Regions from separate parts of the Rattus norvegicus genome. Here regions 1 and 3 are each linked to region 2. The links are chromatin contacts, called in public Hi-C maps. All regions are on one chromosome and are shown on one strand. Each heading gives the region's core, a stretch centred on a gene start, on an enhancer-like site or on the middle of the called end of the contact. The rest is flanking DNA. Distances are from core to core; before and after follow the strand shown.

Evidence for each region. Hi-C and Micro-C count contacts between places; a contact is called where the count stands out from the background.
Region 1: a contact with region 2 is called in a Hi-C map of frontal cortex, with 2.5 times the contacts expected there. The contact joins the enhancer-like site here to the promoter of Gja1 in region 2. A contact is called at or near these places in 2 of 12 Hi-C or Micro-C datasets (frontal cortex and psoas muscle).
Region 3: a contact with region 2 is called in a Hi-C map of the A7r5 cell line, with 6 times the contacts expected there. The contact joins the enhancer-like site here to the promoter of Gja1 in region 2. A contact is called at or near these places in 7 of 12 Hi-C or Micro-C datasets (the A7r5 cell line, Schwann cells, frontal cortex and 3 more).

What each region holds. Positions count from the first base shown.
Region 1 is chr20:36,665,189-36,668,276 of GRCr8, reverse strand. No RefSeq gene overlaps it. Among named protein-coding and RNA genes, the nearest start is that of Gja1, 360 kb to the right of the region's middle. Within about 2 kb of position 1,391, at least 40 of the 93 cell types and tissues checked have an H3K27ac peak or open chromatin away from gene starts, as enhancers often do.
Region 2 is chr20:36,301,200-36,304,098 of GRCr8, reverse strand. Gja1 (gap junction protein, alpha 1) reads right to left here and starts at 1,535. Exons shown (of 2, transcript NM_012567.2): 1 at 1,353-1,535.
Region 3 is chr20:36,684,772-36,687,955 of GRCr8, reverse strand. No RefSeq gene overlaps it. Among named protein-coding and RNA genes, the nearest start is that of Gja1, 380 kb to the right of the region's middle. Within about 2 kb of position 1,250, at least 9 of the 93 cell types and tissues checked have an H3K27ac peak or open chromatin away from gene starts, as enhancers often do. A contact at or near this core is called in the A7r5 cell line, where this site is marked.

The DNA.
Region 1 (3,088 bases), core at 142-2,641, 360 kb before region 2:
GTAATGTGAAAGTCTTTGATAATTTGATTCCCTTATTTTCTTATCAGATTAGACTAGGTACCTGTTTTTACCAAATTAGTAATGTTCCTTGTCAGGTCCAAAGGAAACTCCAATGTCCCAAACTCCAACAGTCAGCACAAATATCCAGAAATGAGCTCACCCTAGACATTGGAGGATTTCTGGCAGTTAGATTAAGAGCCAGCACTTCCCCCAGGACGTTTCGAATCTGTTCGTGTCGACCAAAAGGAGTCATTTCCTTTACGTCCAGCAAAAGGGACATATATGAGTCTCCAATTAACACACACCCATGCTGTCAAGGTTCACACATCAGCATATCAAGGTCCATGCCTGCCTCCAGGACGCTCAGTCCCTTGTCACCAGTACTGGTTATCCATTTCAAAGTTCCCACTCCAGTCTCCTGGCCAATTCCCCCTCTCAGCTACTCATCTTTCTTAACATCCAGTTATTCTCACTATGTATTCTCTACTTTCTGCCCTCTTGCTAGTCTACTGCTCTTACACACAGTCCAGGTCACGTCTAGACTGTTGGTCATGTCCAGTCTTTTTCTTCTGCCTTCTGTCCTGGATTCTTCCAGATGCCTCTGGATATTCTTTCTCTCTCTTATTTAAAATGAACACCTTCCCCTTAACCATACCACAGAGCAGTCATGACAGAAGCTTCCTTATTCCAACCCCTTGCATACATCTAGTGCCAAACTTACACGCACCAAGATGCCTTCATTCTTTTGTCTTTCAAAACCCACTTACGTTGGTTTTCTTTTGTTTTATTTTTGCTTAAATTGTCTGCATTGCCCCAGCTTGATTAATTGCCACAAAACTCTCAGATTATAGTATCCAAAGTCTAATTAATACGGTGTCACCTAATGCATCTAGAATTCAGGCCAGCCTGGGCTACATGGTCAAACCATATTTCAAATAAAAGAAAATAATAAGGAGAAGGAAAGAACAGCTTAAAGGAAGCATCGTTGAAGTTACTTCCTGCTTTTCTGCCAAACAGTAAGAACAGCACCTCCTCTGATTGCATAGTCCTTATCAGTTTTCCACATCAGAGGGAAGACTGGCAGCTGACTGGGTTTCTTTTCCTTCATCTTAAATCCCTCCAGACAAACAATAGTGTTGGTGCATAGCTGCTCAACGTTTTCATGGAATCGAGTTTAATATTCTTTCCCATCTACATGCCAGCGGATGACTAAACAAGGAGACCAACCACAGCCCATTTTTCATCCTAATCCTGGAAGATTTGGGAAATGACTGATCATGCTTATTTAGGTGGCTTTCCTTTGTAGCAAGTGGAGAAAGAAAGTCTGCATCTTAAGCACTTCTGAGAACTAGCACATGGCCTTTGCCCCAGAACAGGGCTTGCTTGTGAGTGGAACTTAACGATCCCTGTTCCTTCCCTGTCTTTGTCCTTCGCACAGAACTTCCTTCACAGCAGAACTGTGTTCTCTCAAAGTTCAACATCCATTAGTATTCCCTCCTGTGGGTCTGATTCTAATTAGAGCACTCCAGTAATTATTGTTCCTAGTTAAAAGAAAAACCTTTTAATTTAAAAGGAAAGAAAAAATCACCCACAAGGCTTAGCGTTTCACATCCGCTTCTTACCTTATGGGTATATTTTTGTTTGCTTTGTTTTTTCTAAAGATTTGCTTACTTTATTTTATGTTCATAAATATTTTCCTGCATGCAAATATACGTGCACCACGTAAATGACTGGTGCCACGGATCTCACAAAACTAGAGTTGCAGACATTTATGAGCTGTCGTGTGGGTGCTGGAAATTGAACCCAGGTCTCATCGAGGAGCCGCCATTGATCCTAACCACTGAGCGATTTCTCCAGACCCAAGGGTGTACTTCTTTAACACTTCAATAAAATTTTATTTGGTTGCTTTAAACGACAATAGCAACAAACTTGTAAAAGATTTGCAAGTAGCTGTCCTTTCTGATAGAAGACTGTTTAAGAAAGCAAAACACTCCTGGTGATTAGGGTTCTAGATGGGGCCAAGCAGCACAGTGGGGAGGCTGGCATCTTGTTTCCTTCCTCAGATCAAGCCATTTTTAGTTACTCTCTCTGGGTTTCTGTATCTTTAGTGGTAAGACAATGTCATCTCAAGGCTCTGTAGTAGGATCATAGGGTTCCCTGACCTCTACCTGATGTTTGGTTGTGGGTCTCTGCATCTGTTTCTATCAGGTGGTGGGCGAAGGCTCTCAGATGAGTTAAGGTAGGTGCCTGTCTGCATAGAATAGATACTTATGTATCCAATATTTTGTAAATGTTTGCTAGGCAAAAAGTGGTGATAAATAGAAAAAGTGTAAGAGACCCTGCTTCACGGTATGCAGATGTTACTGACAAAATTAATCCCCCATTTATTTCTAATTTATTTCATGATTCTAATACCTGCCCAGAAATATTGTCATGTATCACACCATTAAAATCTGATTCTTCTCCCTTTTCTGTGGGTCACCCTTATTGTACTGCTTATTTTTGAGGAAGTAAAGGGGCAGCGTAAAGCTGTATGAACCTGCCCCTAAGAGTAGGTTGAGAAGAATCACTCACCTTCACAGTAGCTCCATTTTTCTCTTGCGTCTCTCACCCTTGAGGGCCAGCCATGAGTTACCAAGAAAGCCAAGCAACATGTGGATAGGCCAGGTGAAACTATGTCCCAGCCCCATATACGGCTGAAGGTGATCATCATTCACGGACCACTCTAATTGATCCCTGTTCCTGACTTCTGAGTTACCACATCTGATTCCAAACGAAGCGGAAATTAATTCCCAGGAACTTTCACTTGAGACATTGACTGTCACACCAAATAATTGTTGTTTCTGTTTAAATACACTAACTTTATGCATGGATCAGTACCTTCAGCACTACCCGAATTTTGCTTAATATTAGAACATTCCCATTTAAGTTTTACTTTCATTTGGGGAAAAAAAAGTTCTTATTTTCCTCAGAAAACTTAGTCACCTCCCATCTCTCATCTGCTTTATCTTAGTCAAAGTCAACGCTCCTCAGGGATCATCCATTAGTGGAATGTTTCATCACAGAGCTTATCCAGTCTGTCAGAAAT
Region 2 (2,899 bases), core at 286-2,785:
ACCACTTGCTGCCTCTGACGGTCCGGCCGCGAGGCTCGCCTCCCCTCCCCCCCAACCCCCCTCCGTCGCAGGCAGCGGTCTGGACCGCGAAGCCGGAAGGCTGCGGGGAGCCGAGCCCGGGATGATGCTAAGATTGGGCAGGAAGGGCCCGTGCCACCCTCTGCCCTAAAGTTTTCACTTCAAAAGGACTCGGCCCGTCTGGTACACGGGAAAAAAAAAAAAAACCAACCAAACAAAACTACAGACCCACCCTGAGTCGTTTCGGTGTGGATTTAGGCCGGACAGAATGAAGACTGGGCAAAGTGCTTTACAGAATGTGTTACCAATTTAAAAATAAAGAAAAAAAATAACAGCTTTAAGACGGATCCCCTTTAAACTGCACGTTAACATCATTTTTGCTTAGTGCTTTGCACCCTCTAGAAGCTAATTCAAAACTGTCCCAACAGCTCTGAAGTCCCTACAGGTCCGGGCAGGCAGGCGAAGGGGGGTGGGGGTGGGGAGGGGGCAGCCCCTTCTAAAGCGCGGCTCCAAAATTCCCTTTTCCCCATTCCTTCTAGGAGCTTGGGTTTTAGCAGTTGGTTTTGGAAAAGCACCCTGGCACACACTGTTTCTAACGCCGGTTCCTCTAACGCTCCCCAAGTCACCACCACCCATTCAAGATTTCTCGCGCCCGCAGTTGCCAGCGTGGAGGGGAAAAAAAAAAAAAAAGCTGGCTGTGTGGGCTGAGGGGTTCGTCCCGTAGCACCGCGCTGGCTCGCACAAAGTAACTACTGTTGGTCTAAAAACCCTACCCGCAGCACCCCGATCTACGTATTTTCTGGCTTAATCCAGAAAAAAGGCTAAGGAAGAACCACGTGGAAGTCAACTGCTGCGGCAGGGGCTCAACAAAGCACTGTTACAAAAGGAGCCAGCTTTCTCAAGGCTGTAGAACAGCCGACGGGATTTTCAGGAGGAAAAAGGAAAAAGCCTGCAGTGTCCTGCACTAGAGGAAGCAGGCTAGGCAAAGTTGACGGAGGGGACCCCCCCTTCCCTCCCACCGCAGCACCTTCTCCATCAGGGACTACAGAAAAGTGAAAATTAGGCTCCACAACAAAGAACCAAGTCTAGGAAGTTGGTCCTTCACTCTAGCTGGAAAAAGTTTGAGCCTTTTACCTGTTGCACGAGCAGCGGAACTTTTTAAACAATCAAAATATAAACCAGCACGTGGAAATGGCAAAGACACTTGGAAGACCATCGTTCTACTTACGATATCCTAAGCCAAAGACGCAACGCGTTTACAAAGCACAGTGCAAGAGTTTTCCTGACAGAAAGAGACGCTATTAGGTAAAAGCGGGTTTTTTATCAAAACTTACTCTTTCACTTAATGAAAGTGAAGCCGGCGCGCCAAAGTTGGTGGAACTCCTTGGAGGCTGAAGTCAAAGGAAAAATGAGAGTTCAGGCTCTCAGACCTGTCTGTTTAAAGTTTAAAAGTCTGCTGCTGTTTGGTACTTTCCTCACGCCTTTCCCCCAATGAAAGAAAAGTGCTGATACCTCGTAAAAGCGTTTTTCTAACTTGGAGCGCAGAGCTTTTAAAAGTTTCAAGCCACTGACTCAACTGGAAGGAGGGGCCAGGAGAAAGGGGAGGGAGGAAGAAAAGGCGGGGAGAAGGTGGGGAGGAGGCTGACGAACGTGGGGCTGAGCAGGCAGAAGCAACCTGGTCAAGATAAAGTTGTAGTTTGAATGTGCTGACGAGAAGGGAAAAAAATATGAGAAAACAGCTCTAGCTGTCCGTCGGCCACTGCAGGGCTGTGACTCCTCACAGATAAAATACTGTTGGGTGTAGTAGGGCTTGTTTCAGGGGATGACCAGGGGGAGGGAGAAGACGTACCTTTCGTGTTACATTTTCTAAATGAAAAAAAAATGCAATAAATAAAAATGGGGGGCGGGGGGGACAAGGTCAACTCGTGCAGACTTGTTCTGCGTTCCCCAAGGTGTGTGAAGCTTGAGGTGGGTGTGCGTGATCTTTCTTATGACCTAATTCTCCTCCTCTTAAACACGGACAATTAACAAAGGAAAAAAGGCGGTGGGCATGGGAAAGGCATTTCACAACCAGCCCCAGTGGAGGGGTATGTCTACTCGTCGGTTTCTCTGCTGCTTTAGATAGTTTTGTGTATTCCTTCGATTAAGAACAGGAAGGTAGATGTTATGTATTATGAAAAATATCATGTAGGTAACTTTGGACTGAAACGTTGATACTGACCTCTACCCAGTCTCCGAGGAAGTGAACGTCCTATCTCAGTCCTATTCATGACTACAATTTAGCATTTAAATCGGCAGGAAGATGCCAAAATTCTCCCCCTCCCCTCCCTCCCTCCTCCTCCTCCTCCTCCTCCTCCTCCTCCTCCTCCTCCTCCTCCTCCTCCTCCTCCTCCTCCTAACTGCAGACTAGAGTTTCCAGATACATTATGTTAGCATAAAGCCAGTCTGAAAACTTCCTCCTCTCTTTCGATCATGTCCCTAGGAAGCCCATCCAGGGGAGAGACGTCTGCCTGGTGACCGCCTGCCTACAACTTCATGGCTTTCTCATCATACCTGACGGGGTTTATGAAGGACTGAGTCATATAACCTCATTCCTAAGGGTGGGCAGCTCCTTTGAGGGCTCCCAGATGTCCTCCAAGAGGGCTTATGGCAGGGCAATAAACAGGCTTCAGCGGTGTTCCCGGGGTTAGGCAGGGAAATCTCTCGGCCTTTGTTCAGGCATCACCTGACTGGGTTGAGCATCTCACTCTAAGGCAAACAGCAGAACAAAGGATGGCAAAGACTTCGTAGAAACACTTTCCCGTGCCTGGCTGGAATGCCTAAGGAGGCACCACTTGAAATCTCACAGTTTAAGACCCCAGCGAGCTCTCTTACTTTTGAG
Region 3 (3,184 bases), core at 1-2,500, 380 kb before region 2:
TACAGTGAAGTCTGAGAACATGCTTGAGTCAGCCAAGCGTGTGATTGCAAACCTACAATTCTAGCACTTAAGAAGTGGGGGCTAAGAATCATCCCAACTTCAAGGCTAGCCTGGACTACCTTGTCTCAAAATATGTACATACACAGTACATTTATGTATAACATATTGCGACATTATTAATATAATCAATCAATATTTTTAGCTCACTTTTGTTCTACTATGGCTAGCCTAAGAGTCCAACTTTAAAAGGTATGTACACATCCACGTGTTTATGAACATGTCATTCTGACCTGTAACAAGCTACATACTAGCAACAGCTCACTTTCAATGTATATACCAAACAATTTATATGTCTTCGAAATGAGGTTTCTTATTCCATGCTCATCTCCCGGGCAACGTGGCTTAATCTACTCAGGGACCCAGGAACTGAGGAATGAGAACCCTGGTGGATTATGTGACCACTTTGAATAGTGTCTGACACACTCACTACTTATTTAAGCAGCTAGCAAACCAAATGTGTGTGCCCTTGTCCCTGATCGATACAATGAGGTGGTTTGAATGAGAAATGACCCCCGTAAGCTCGACTATTTGGTGTCCAGTAGGTGGCGCTGTTTGGAGAGGCGATGTAACCTTGTTGGAGGAGGTAACTCTCTAAGGACTCACTTTGAGAGTTCAAAGCCTCACCCCCACTTCCGATTCCCCCCTCTCTGTTTGGTACTCGCAGGTAAAAGTGTGATTCTCAGCTTCCGGCTCCAGCCACTCTCTGCCAAGCCTCTCTCGCTATTAAGGATGCTTCTGCTGAGTCAGCCCAAACGTACTTTTCTTTTGCTGCCTTTGTCCATGGTATTTTATCACACCAATAGAAAAGCGACTCATATAAACGGGGAAAAACAAAAAACAAAACAAAAAAACCCCGCCAACCCGTTCAGCACTTGAACATCTTTTCTCAGTTACAATCGAAGAGTCAGAGTGCTTACTGCAGAGTAGGAAGTTACAGAGGTCCTTTGGGTCGTTAGTGGTCTGAAGCTGAGAATGTTAAATTTGGCAATAAGGGATGTATATGAATATTTTAGACGGTTGTCGAATTTTTAAAGTCTTAACGATGTAAGTAAAGAGGTTAAAATTCCCCCTTCCGTGTCAGCATTCTTTGAGGGCAAATGTCAATGTCGATAACATTCCGTCTGCTGCAATTGAAGACAGTTATGATTTCTGTAAATGAGCCGCTGGCCTCAGGCTGACAGGGCATGCCTGCTGTGGGCTGCGGCCTGAGCTCACCACCTAGAATGAAGTGAGTCACCACCCGGGGTTTTCATTCCCAGCAAAGGAGTTGACTCACAGAGTGACCTTAAACATTACTCCCCTGACTCAGTTTCTCCTAGAAAAGTAGCTCTGGCAGAATGAAGTCTTACACGCCTCCACTGTCGCTGATAGGCATGTAAAGTATCAGAAAACAAAGCTTAATGTAGTTTTAAGTTCTGATCTCTCTTCTCTTGGTAAATCAATGATTTAAGGTGTGATCATAGCTTTTTCTTACTTTTATTTTTTACTGAAGATTTCATCGCCGTTGTTTTTTGTTTGTTTTTGTGTGCTGGTTCACATGGAGATCCGAGGATAATAGTGAGTGTTATCTCCAGGTCCACCACCATCACTGAGACTCACCGAAGAGAGTAGGAAGAGCTCTCCCTTTCCCGCCTCCCCAATACGGGCTCTCAGGATAGACTATAGGTCCTCATGTTGTGAGACAAACATTTTATTGACCTTTCCATCGCCGTAGACCTCAAAAGTGTTTTGTATATTGAGCCCTCTATAGATGCATAATTGGAATTATTTTTTAGAAAGTGACATACCTGAGTCATACCAAGAACTGCTAAATTATACCTCAGCACCACAGTGTCGTAAATAATTGATAACAGCAGTGATACTTTGCATATAGTATGGGCACGGCAGAATAATTCAGGAATTTTACAAATAACATTAAATGTAATATTTTCTGGGTCATGACTGCCTTATGGAAATTAATATTGCTCTCTGAATGGATTATTCCTTAAAGGACTGAAGTAACTCTCGTGAGAAAGGACATACAATAGCGAGGTGAGCCATTCCTCTGTCTCTTTCTTGTTTAACCCTTTTCATGTGGTTAGCTCCCTCACTTCATGCCACAACGGGACACACCCAGAAGGCATTGCCCAACTGTCTGGGCTTTTTGTTCTCCACAACTGCGAGCTAATAACAATTTTTTTTCTCTATATATTACTCAGTATCTGGGACTCTATTATAAGCAGTGCAAGATAAATTAATTTTGTATGAACAGAATTTAAATAACGTGTATGTACTTAGAAGACAACATTATTCACTGAGGTCTAAGTGGGAGCTAGAGAGAGAGCTCAGCAGTGAAGAGTACCTGATGCTCTTCCAGATTATCTGAGTGGAGTCCTCATGACTGCCTGTAACTACAGCTCCAGGGAGGTCTGCCTCCCTATTCTGGGCTTCACCTTCATGGACATCTGCACTCACATATGCACAGACCCACACATATACACATCATTTATGAAGAACGCTGACAAGTATTTTCTACATTTTCTAGAAAAACAATCACATATATGTGCATACACGCATACACATAGGAGTGTTCTCTATGTGTGTCTGTCAGCAGGATGATTTTATAAAAACTCCCCCATGTCTGCTGTTACACCCTATCAGCATATCCCTTAAAATTTTATTAAAATGAACTTCTGTATCTGTAGTTCATGCCTGCCTTCATTTACACACTTGTTCTCTGTGTTGTTAACGCTTTGCAGATTCCGGCAATGAACAGGATCTTTTCCTGACGGACTTTTTCTGCAAGGGGGAGTCATGAAAACGAGACCAGGTTGTTAGAGTGAACGAAGAACTGCACGTGGAGTTTGATGGGAAATGGAAGCAAAGATCTTTGCAAGAGTGAACAAGGAACTCCAGCGGCAGATCGGTGTCCAGTAGTTATATGAAAAATGAACAACTCTGAGAGTTATAACTATTCTTCCCAAACTCATGTTGGAGTTTATTCCTTACTGTAAGTTAACAAGAGGGTGAAAATTTCCTTGAACTCTGGTATTTATAGGTGACATCTTCACACCAGAGACCCCAAGATCGAACATTGTTAGCTTTATCAGACAAGAGGGAAACCAGAAGACCTACGTGTGTGTAC